Regions from separate parts of the Mus musculus genome. Here region 2 is linked to region 1. A link is a contact called in public Hi-C data. All regions are on one chromosome and are shown on one strand. Each heading gives the region's core, a stretch centred on a gene start, on an enhancer-like site or on the middle of the called end of the contact. The rest is flanking DNA. Distances are from core to core; before and after follow the strand shown. Region 1 has its middle 49 kb from the start of Akr1c6. Region 2 holds the start of Akr1c20 (aldo-keto reductase family 1, member C20).

Region 1 (3,777 bases), core at 564-3,063:
CCAGTTTAACTTGGGATATCTCAACCAGATAGCAGGTTTGTGCTGAAGTGAATCTAAAACAGAGAACTTTTACCCAGGAAGGGGTCCAAATGAGAGACCAACATTTTCACAAACTCTAGAAAAGTGACCTCACCAATATCCAGTTTGTTGAGGGAGGATACAATTACTTGTTAGATTTTTTTTTATTATTATTAGGTATTTTCCTCGTTTACATTTTCAATGCTATCCCAAAGGTCCCCCATACCCACCCCCCTAATCCCCTACCCACCCACTCCCCCTTTTTGGCCCTGGCGTTCCCCTGTACTGGGGCATATAAAGTTTGCAAGTCCAATGGGCCTCTCTTTGCAGTGATGGCCCACTAGGCCATCTTTTGATACATATGCAGCTAGAGACAAGAGCTCCGGGGTACTGGTTAGTTCATATTGTTGTTCCACCTATAGGGTTGCAGTTCCTTTTAGCTCCTTGGGTAAATTTTCTAGCTCCTCCATTGGGAGCCCTGTGACCCATCCAATAGCTGACTGTGATCATCCACTTCTGTGTTTACTAGGCCTCGGCATAGTCTCAGAAGAGAGAGCTATATCTGGGTTACTTGTTAGATTTTAAAGATACCTTTTCAGGACTAGTAGAAGCATTCTCCACCTGGAGTCAAACTGTTCAAGTAGTACCTAAAAATCTCCTCCAAGAACTGGTCTTCTAATTTGGCATCCTCCAAGCAATGGGGTCAGACCATGACCTGGCTTTCATAGCTAAAATCTTTCAACAGCTAAAGCTTTAAAACTTCATCTTACATATAGACCTCAGTGATAACAACAACAACAAAAAATGTTAAAATAAACTAACAAAACTCTCATTAGAGTCCAGCAAAGATGGAGAGGCCTATTACCTTGCTTTGATTCAGTGTGCTACACCCCATATAAGAAGGAATTTACCCCCATCCCCCAAGGAGATTATGTCTGAAGACCTCTTCCCATTGCTTCCTAGGCTCAGAAACCAAGAGTTGGCAGAACTCTCAAGCCATTTCTTTCTCAAGTCACTATAAGCACTTTAGTCCTCCACAAATTAGAATGTCCAAGAGATGCAGCCAACCTCTGAGTCTACCACCTGTTTCCTCTTGTTCCAGTATGATGATACTGTCTGGGTCAAGCAGATAGCTGAGGAGGAACTAAAATTAACTCAGAATGGAAGCCATATGGTGATTCTTTCCACACTTATGGCTGTGTAGGTGGCTGGCATTAAACCCTGGATTCACCATACCCAGGGCAAGAAATTGAAATGGATGGTGCTAAATGAAGTGTCTCTGATGACAAATCCATGGAAATTAATATATATTTGTGTCTCTAGGTCCTTCCATTCCCTGATGCTCTACCTCCTCCTAAGGCATGTGTTTTAAACTTTGGGTATGAGCACAGGGTCATGGTTCAACCACACTAAGGCCTAGACTAGGAAGAGAGGAAAACAGATACAAGGATTGCATTAGCTAGTATGACTATAGACCAGCAATCTAATAATATTCCATCTTCTCTCTCTCTCTCATATATATATATATATATGATATAAAATTTTAACTTTGAGATAAAAATAGCATTTATAATTCTATTCTGTCCTCCAGCTGGGCCCTCCAGTTACCAGAAACAAGGTAACTTCCATTTGTAAAAACTGGGGCCATAAAACTGAAGATTCCTGAAATTTTTCTTTAAAAGGATTCTGGCCTTTGGAAAACAGGAAAAAAAAATACTGCAGAGTCAGATCCTATGCCACAGGAATAGACCCTGTCATAAAGTTAATCATTCCTAGCTAAATAAAAATCAGCCACAGTTTCTGGTTATGCTTGAATACCTAGCCAATGAAAGATCTTGGCAAAATGTAAAAGGACACAGAAGCCCTGAAATTGGCAAGATAGACGTCATTGTTAGCAGAACTAGCTTCACTGATTTAGAAAAATAGAGGTGCACAATGCTTTGGCCACTCCTTGAACCTGTGTGTCTGCCAATGTTTTGACCAGGTGTGTGCCCATTGCTGCACCTTCATTAGACTCTTTCCTTGTACCCCTCCCATACCCATTTCTTGAGAATAGACATTGTTTAGATCTGGAAATCCCCTACTCTCCTCCTTCTCCTTTCCCCTCTGAGGGCCTATAAAAACTGGGAACTCTTTCCCCTCGAGGTCGAATCCTCTACTCCTGCGTGGGATATGAGTCGTCCCCAGAGCTCTGGCTTTCCCCGAATAAAGCCTCATGTGGTTTGCAACAAGCTCGGTCTGTCGTGAGTTCTTGGGTGTCTGCTATTTTCCTGAGGCCTGAGCGAGGGGCTCCTCTCGGAGTCTTTCACCACTATACAATATACAGATAAGAGCTAATGATTCTGTCAACCCATTGACTGGCAAAACTCACTATGGCTGGGGGCAGCCCAAATTAATGTTATAAGACTTACAAGGGGATAAAACTTGTCTAATGTCTGAAAACTTTAACCTAGGCACATACCCTTATTCTGATGCCTGCTATTCTCCTTCATGTGTAAATTCAAATGGATAACATTACTGGACCTCTGAGACAACTTGGTCGGCATGTAGCAATGGTTTGACTAAACATTCCTCTTCTGATGTTTTCCCTGCTGAGTACACCTATTGATCAGGACCTGAGTCCTTACAAAACAGCAGTTATATTCTCTAAAAGAAATTGTCCAACAAATCTGGAGAGATTTATACATACTTCTTATGAGATTAAAAAAAAAACTATCTCTAGCTTTGAAAGAAAACCTATTTCTATCCTAATTATTCAACAGTAAATTAAAAAAAAATCTTGCCATGGTTGGGAAATAATTTGTGCCATTATCTGCTCTCTTGGTCTCCCTGAATAACTACTCTGCTGTTACTACTTGCTGAACTTTTAATTCTCATTCTGATTGGATAACAGCATCTTAAACTAAAACAAAATAAGCCCATGATGTTACTCAATCAGTGTATTAGTTAGGGTTCTCTAGAGTCACAGAACTTATGGATAGCCTCTACATAGTAAAGGAATTTATTGATGACTTACAGTCTGCAGCCCAATTCCCAACAATGGAATGGAAGTCCAAGGATCTAGCAGTTACTCAGTTCCACATGGCAAGCAGGCGAGGGAGCAAGAGTGAGACTCCCTTCTTCCAATGTCCTTGATATTGTCTCCAGCAGAAGGTGTAGCCTAGATTAAAGGTGTGTTCCACCACACCTTTAATGCCGGATGACCTTGAACTCAGAGATTTAATATTCTGGAATCCATAGCCACTATGCCTCAAGATCTCCATACCAAGATCCAGATCAGAACCTTCTATCTTCAAGCCTCCAGATAAGGGCCACTGGTGAGCCTTCGATCTCGATTGTAGTTCATTCCAAATATAGTCAAGTTGACAACCAGGAATAGCCACTACAGTCAGTATGACCATTGAGGAATGTAGCAGGGCCCTAGAACTTAGTAAACACCCATATAGCACAACTGACTACAGGAAGTTTTATTCAGGCTGTAAAACTAAACATGTAGACAGCACTGCCTGTCAAAACTGAAACAGAGGCCTAATCCATCAAGGTCCATAGTTCTGGGAAAGTCTCTAAATCTACTAACCTTACTTTTTGGCTTCTGTGGTTCTGCTTCTGGGTAACTGTCCTTGTTAACTGAAGTATGTCAACCCAGGATATAGTTTTTGTGCTTAAAAACTCACAGTGAAGAAGACTCAATACTACACTAGGGTTCTAAAATGCCCAGTGTAGTCTTTTTTTTTTTTTAATATTTTTATTAGGTATTTT
Region 2 (3,777 bases), core at 886-3,385, 140 kb before region 1:
TCCAGCTCCACATTTTCATGAATGGGAAATTGTTAAGATAATTATAAATCTGGAATGCAGCTCACAAGCAAGAACCTTACCTATTGTGTGTATCATGCTGGGCAAACTCTGAACACCATAGAGAAAACAGAAGAGAAAGGAAGGGGAGCATAGAGTGAGGAGAGAGAGAATGGAAGGAAGGAGGCTACTGATGATTCCAATCCACTAATTTTTTATAATACATCCTTGTTAGAATCCCCCATGTATTTTTAAAATTATTAGAAACGAATGAACTATGCTTATGATATCTTAGACTATAAAATGCCATATACCTGTGTCATTATTAGATTCATGGTGGTGTTGTTAATTATGTTTCTTCTTATTAAAGCAATCACCTATTTTATGAAGCACACTTGTATATATGTATATATACAAAGAATTTAAATAGTACTAAACATTAAAATAAATTATCCTCAAACTTCACAAGGAAGTTTTTAATTGTGCGCTTTGTAATTTTCTTGTTACAGTTGTATCCACAACTTTATGACCAAATTCAAAGGCCTATGATCAAACAAGAAAAGATCAATACACTGAAACTTCAGTACAGTTGAAGTATTTATCTTAATTATTTTGTTTTGGTAGTAATGCTATTCTGCACTTACATAAAAATATATTCAGGAAACTCTTTAAATGGGATTTTTTTTTTCATCATGGAAACTCATTTCTCTTGACAAAGTTAAAGTGAATCATCCTTTATTCTTCAAGTCTCAGTCAACTTTAGGCAAAACTGTATATTTCCTTTTATTCTCCGTTCCCTTTCTGATGTTAAGATCTCCAGGAAGGGTCCATGTCTTTGTCTAGCATGATACTATCCTAAAAGTTAGGACTGACTGTTATAGGCAAGTAGATAAGGTAGATCTCTATGAAACAATAAATTTGGGGCAATAGATGTGAAGTAGATATGAATTGGTAACTTGGAGACTTAGGCCAACTCTGTTAGACAGCAGATTCCTTTCCTAATATTTTCCAGAAGTTAACAAGCTGGAAATCCTTCCAATATATGTCACAACGAAGCCATAAGCACTCAAATGTATTTTGTGAGTTTCAAAAATATCATTAATAGCTTTATGATTCTTTTGTGTATGTTGCAAATTTTCCTTGTTAAAAAGTACTTTGGACACAGCTTTCATATCTTAGTAATGTGATGATTTGCACAACGTATTTTTAAGAACTGCACCTGTGTCACAGGTTATTCTAATGAGATACACAGAAGGAAGATATAGGATGTACTTCACAAATGTGCATGTGTTCAGTTCTCTAATTTTTTCAGCTCTAACACTTGAGGACAGTTTATTTTAATGTTTAATAGAATTTCAATTCTTTGTATATATGTATGAAACAAGTGTTTTATATGATATGTAATTGCTTTAATAAGAAGAATCTTTATAACAAATAACACTACAACAAAGCTAATAAAGAAATAGGTATGAGCCATTCCGTAGCCTGAGATATAATCAGCATAGTTCATTCATTTTTAATAATTTAAAAGAACACATGGTTGCTTCTAATAAGGCTGTATTATAAAAAATTAGTGGTTTGGAATCATCAGTAGCCTCACCCTTCTGTTCTCTTTCTCCCTTGCTTTCTGCTCCCTTTCCTTTCTCTTCTGGTTTCTCTATGATGTCTGAAATGAAACTAGCATTATAGACACAAGATAGGCAAAGTTTTTTATACTGCGCTGCATCCCAGCTTTTTAATTATCTTAAGAATTTCTCATTCTTGAAAAGTTGGGGCTTGAGAGTGATGACTCAGAGATTAAGAATGTTGGCTAGTACTCCAGAGGTCCTGGCTTTAAACATCAACACCCACAGAGCAGCTAATAACTATCAGTATCTCCAGTTTCAGAGGATTGTATGCCCTTTTCTGACCTCCATTATCATCAGTCATGCATGTAATATATGACATAAAACCTACAAACATAAAATAACAAAAAATAAATCACAAAAGTTTAAACCAATTTGTTCCAGTTTCCTCTTCATGTGTGCAAAGCTGCTTTCATTTCTTCTGTCAAACTGCCTTGGTTACTCATTACAAGGACATCTAGGACAAGGCCAAGCATTTATTTATTTTCTGTCCTGTGAAAGAAGCCAGCTCAGTATCTTCTCAGTCAGAGGACTGAGAAGCCATGAATTCCAAGCAGCAGACAGTTCTTCTAAATGATGGTCACTTCATCCCTATACTCGGGTTTGGTACCTCTGCACCTCAAGAGGTAATGATAGCAGTTGTGGTTGAGGGTTAAAACATATAGAGAGTTTGGGTAGGTGCAGTCATTGAATCTGATATGGTTCTTCAGCGCTAACCTGGTTCTCTTTTTAGCAGTCTAGAGTTAGTCCTTTTGCAAGTAAAAGGCAGATGTGACATTAAGCATGATGGACTGATCCAAGAGCCTAGCTCGAGATTATTGCGGGTACCAGTTTTCCCTTCCATTTCTCTCCATCCCAATTAGGAAGAAAGAAAGAAAGAAAGAAAGAAAGAAAGAAAGAAAGAAAGAAAGAAAGAAAGAAAGAAAGAAAGAAAGAAAGAAACAGAGAGAGAGAGAGAGAGAGAAAGAGAGAAAAAGAAAGAAAGAGAGACAGACAGACAGAAAGAGAGAAAGAAAGAAGAAAGGAAGGAAGGAAGGAAGGAAGGAAGGAAGGAAGGAAGGAAGGAAGGAAGGAAGGAAGGAAAGAAATCAAGCTAGCAAGAACACTGCCTGATGAAATTTGATACTGAGTATATTTTTGAAAATACTTCACCTGCTTTAAAACTGTGTTTGTTTGTTTGTTTGTTTGTTTGTTTTTTTCATGTGTTGAGTAGTTTTACCTCAAGTTGACACAAGCTAAAGTCATTTGGAAGGCAGATATATCCATTAAGAGAATAACTACATAATATCAGGTTGCAGGGAATTTTCTAAGTTAATGGAAAGTAAGGGTCTTTTGCTCCAGAACAGTCTATTGTGGGTGGTAACCATCACTGGGCTGGTGGTACTGAGTTCCATAAGAAAGCACACTGAGCAAGCCAAAAAGAGGAAACTGGTAAGCAGCACTTTCCATTACTTTTGCAATAACTCCTTCCTCCAACAGGAGTTTCTTGAGTTTCTGCCTTTACTTCCCTGAGTGATGAAATGTGACATGAGTGTTGTAAGATGAACCCTTTTTTCTATGAATCGCTTTTGGTCATGGTATTTTATCACAAGAATAGAAACTTTTTCAGCATCTAATGTGATGATCATGTAAATTTTTTCCTTGGGTTTATTTACATAGTGGATTATGTTGATGGATTTCCGTATATTGAACCATCACTGCATTCTTGGGATGATGTCTACTTGATCATGATGGTTGAAACATTTGATGTGTTCTTGGATTCGGTGTATGAGAATTTTATTGAGTGTTTTTATATCAATATTCATAAGGGAAAGTAGTTTGAAGTTCTCTTTGTTTTCTTTGTTTGGTTTAGGTATAATCATAATTGTGGCTTCATAGAACAAATTGGGGAGGGTTCCTTGTGTTTCTGTTTTGTGGAATAGATTGAAGAATATTGGCATTAGGTCTTCTATGAACATCCGGTAGAATTCTGCACCAAGTCCATCTGGTCCTGGGCTTTTTTTGGTTGAGAGACTTTTAATGACTGTTGCTCTTTCTTTAGGGATTATGGAACTGTTTAGTTAGTTGACCTGGTCCTGATTTGATTTTCACATTTGATATCTGTCTAGAAAATTGTCTATTTCATCCAGATTTTTCAGTTTTGTTGAATATAGTC

Evidence for each region. A called contact is a pair of places that touch in the nucleus more often than the background predicts.
Region 2: a contact with region 1 is called in a Hi-C map of liver, with 4 times the contacts expected there. The contact joins the promoter of Akr1c20 here to the enhancer-like site in region 1. A contact is called at or near these places in 3 of 39 promoter capture datasets (liver and macrophages), 7 of 484 Hi-C or Micro-C datasets (liver and nephron progenitors) and 1 of 115 datasets of contacts at active chromatin or transcription factors (liver).

The regions. Positions count from the first base shown.
Region 1 is chr13:4,383,132-4,386,908 of GRCm38.p6, reverse strand. It overlaps the pseudogene Gm9973. Among named protein-coding and RNA genes, the nearest start is that of Akr1c6, 49 kb to the left of the region's middle. Within about 2 kb of position 1,813, at least 6 of the 459 cell types and tissues checked have an H3K27ac peak or open chromatin away from gene starts, as enhancers often do. A contact at or near this core is called in liver, where this site is marked.
Region 2 is chr13:4,521,702-4,525,478 of GRCm38.p6, reverse strand. Akr1c20 (aldo-keto reductase family 1, member C20) reads left to right here and starts at 2,135. Exons shown (of 9, transcript NM_001311132.1): 1 at 2,135-2,248. The coding sequence starts at 2,165.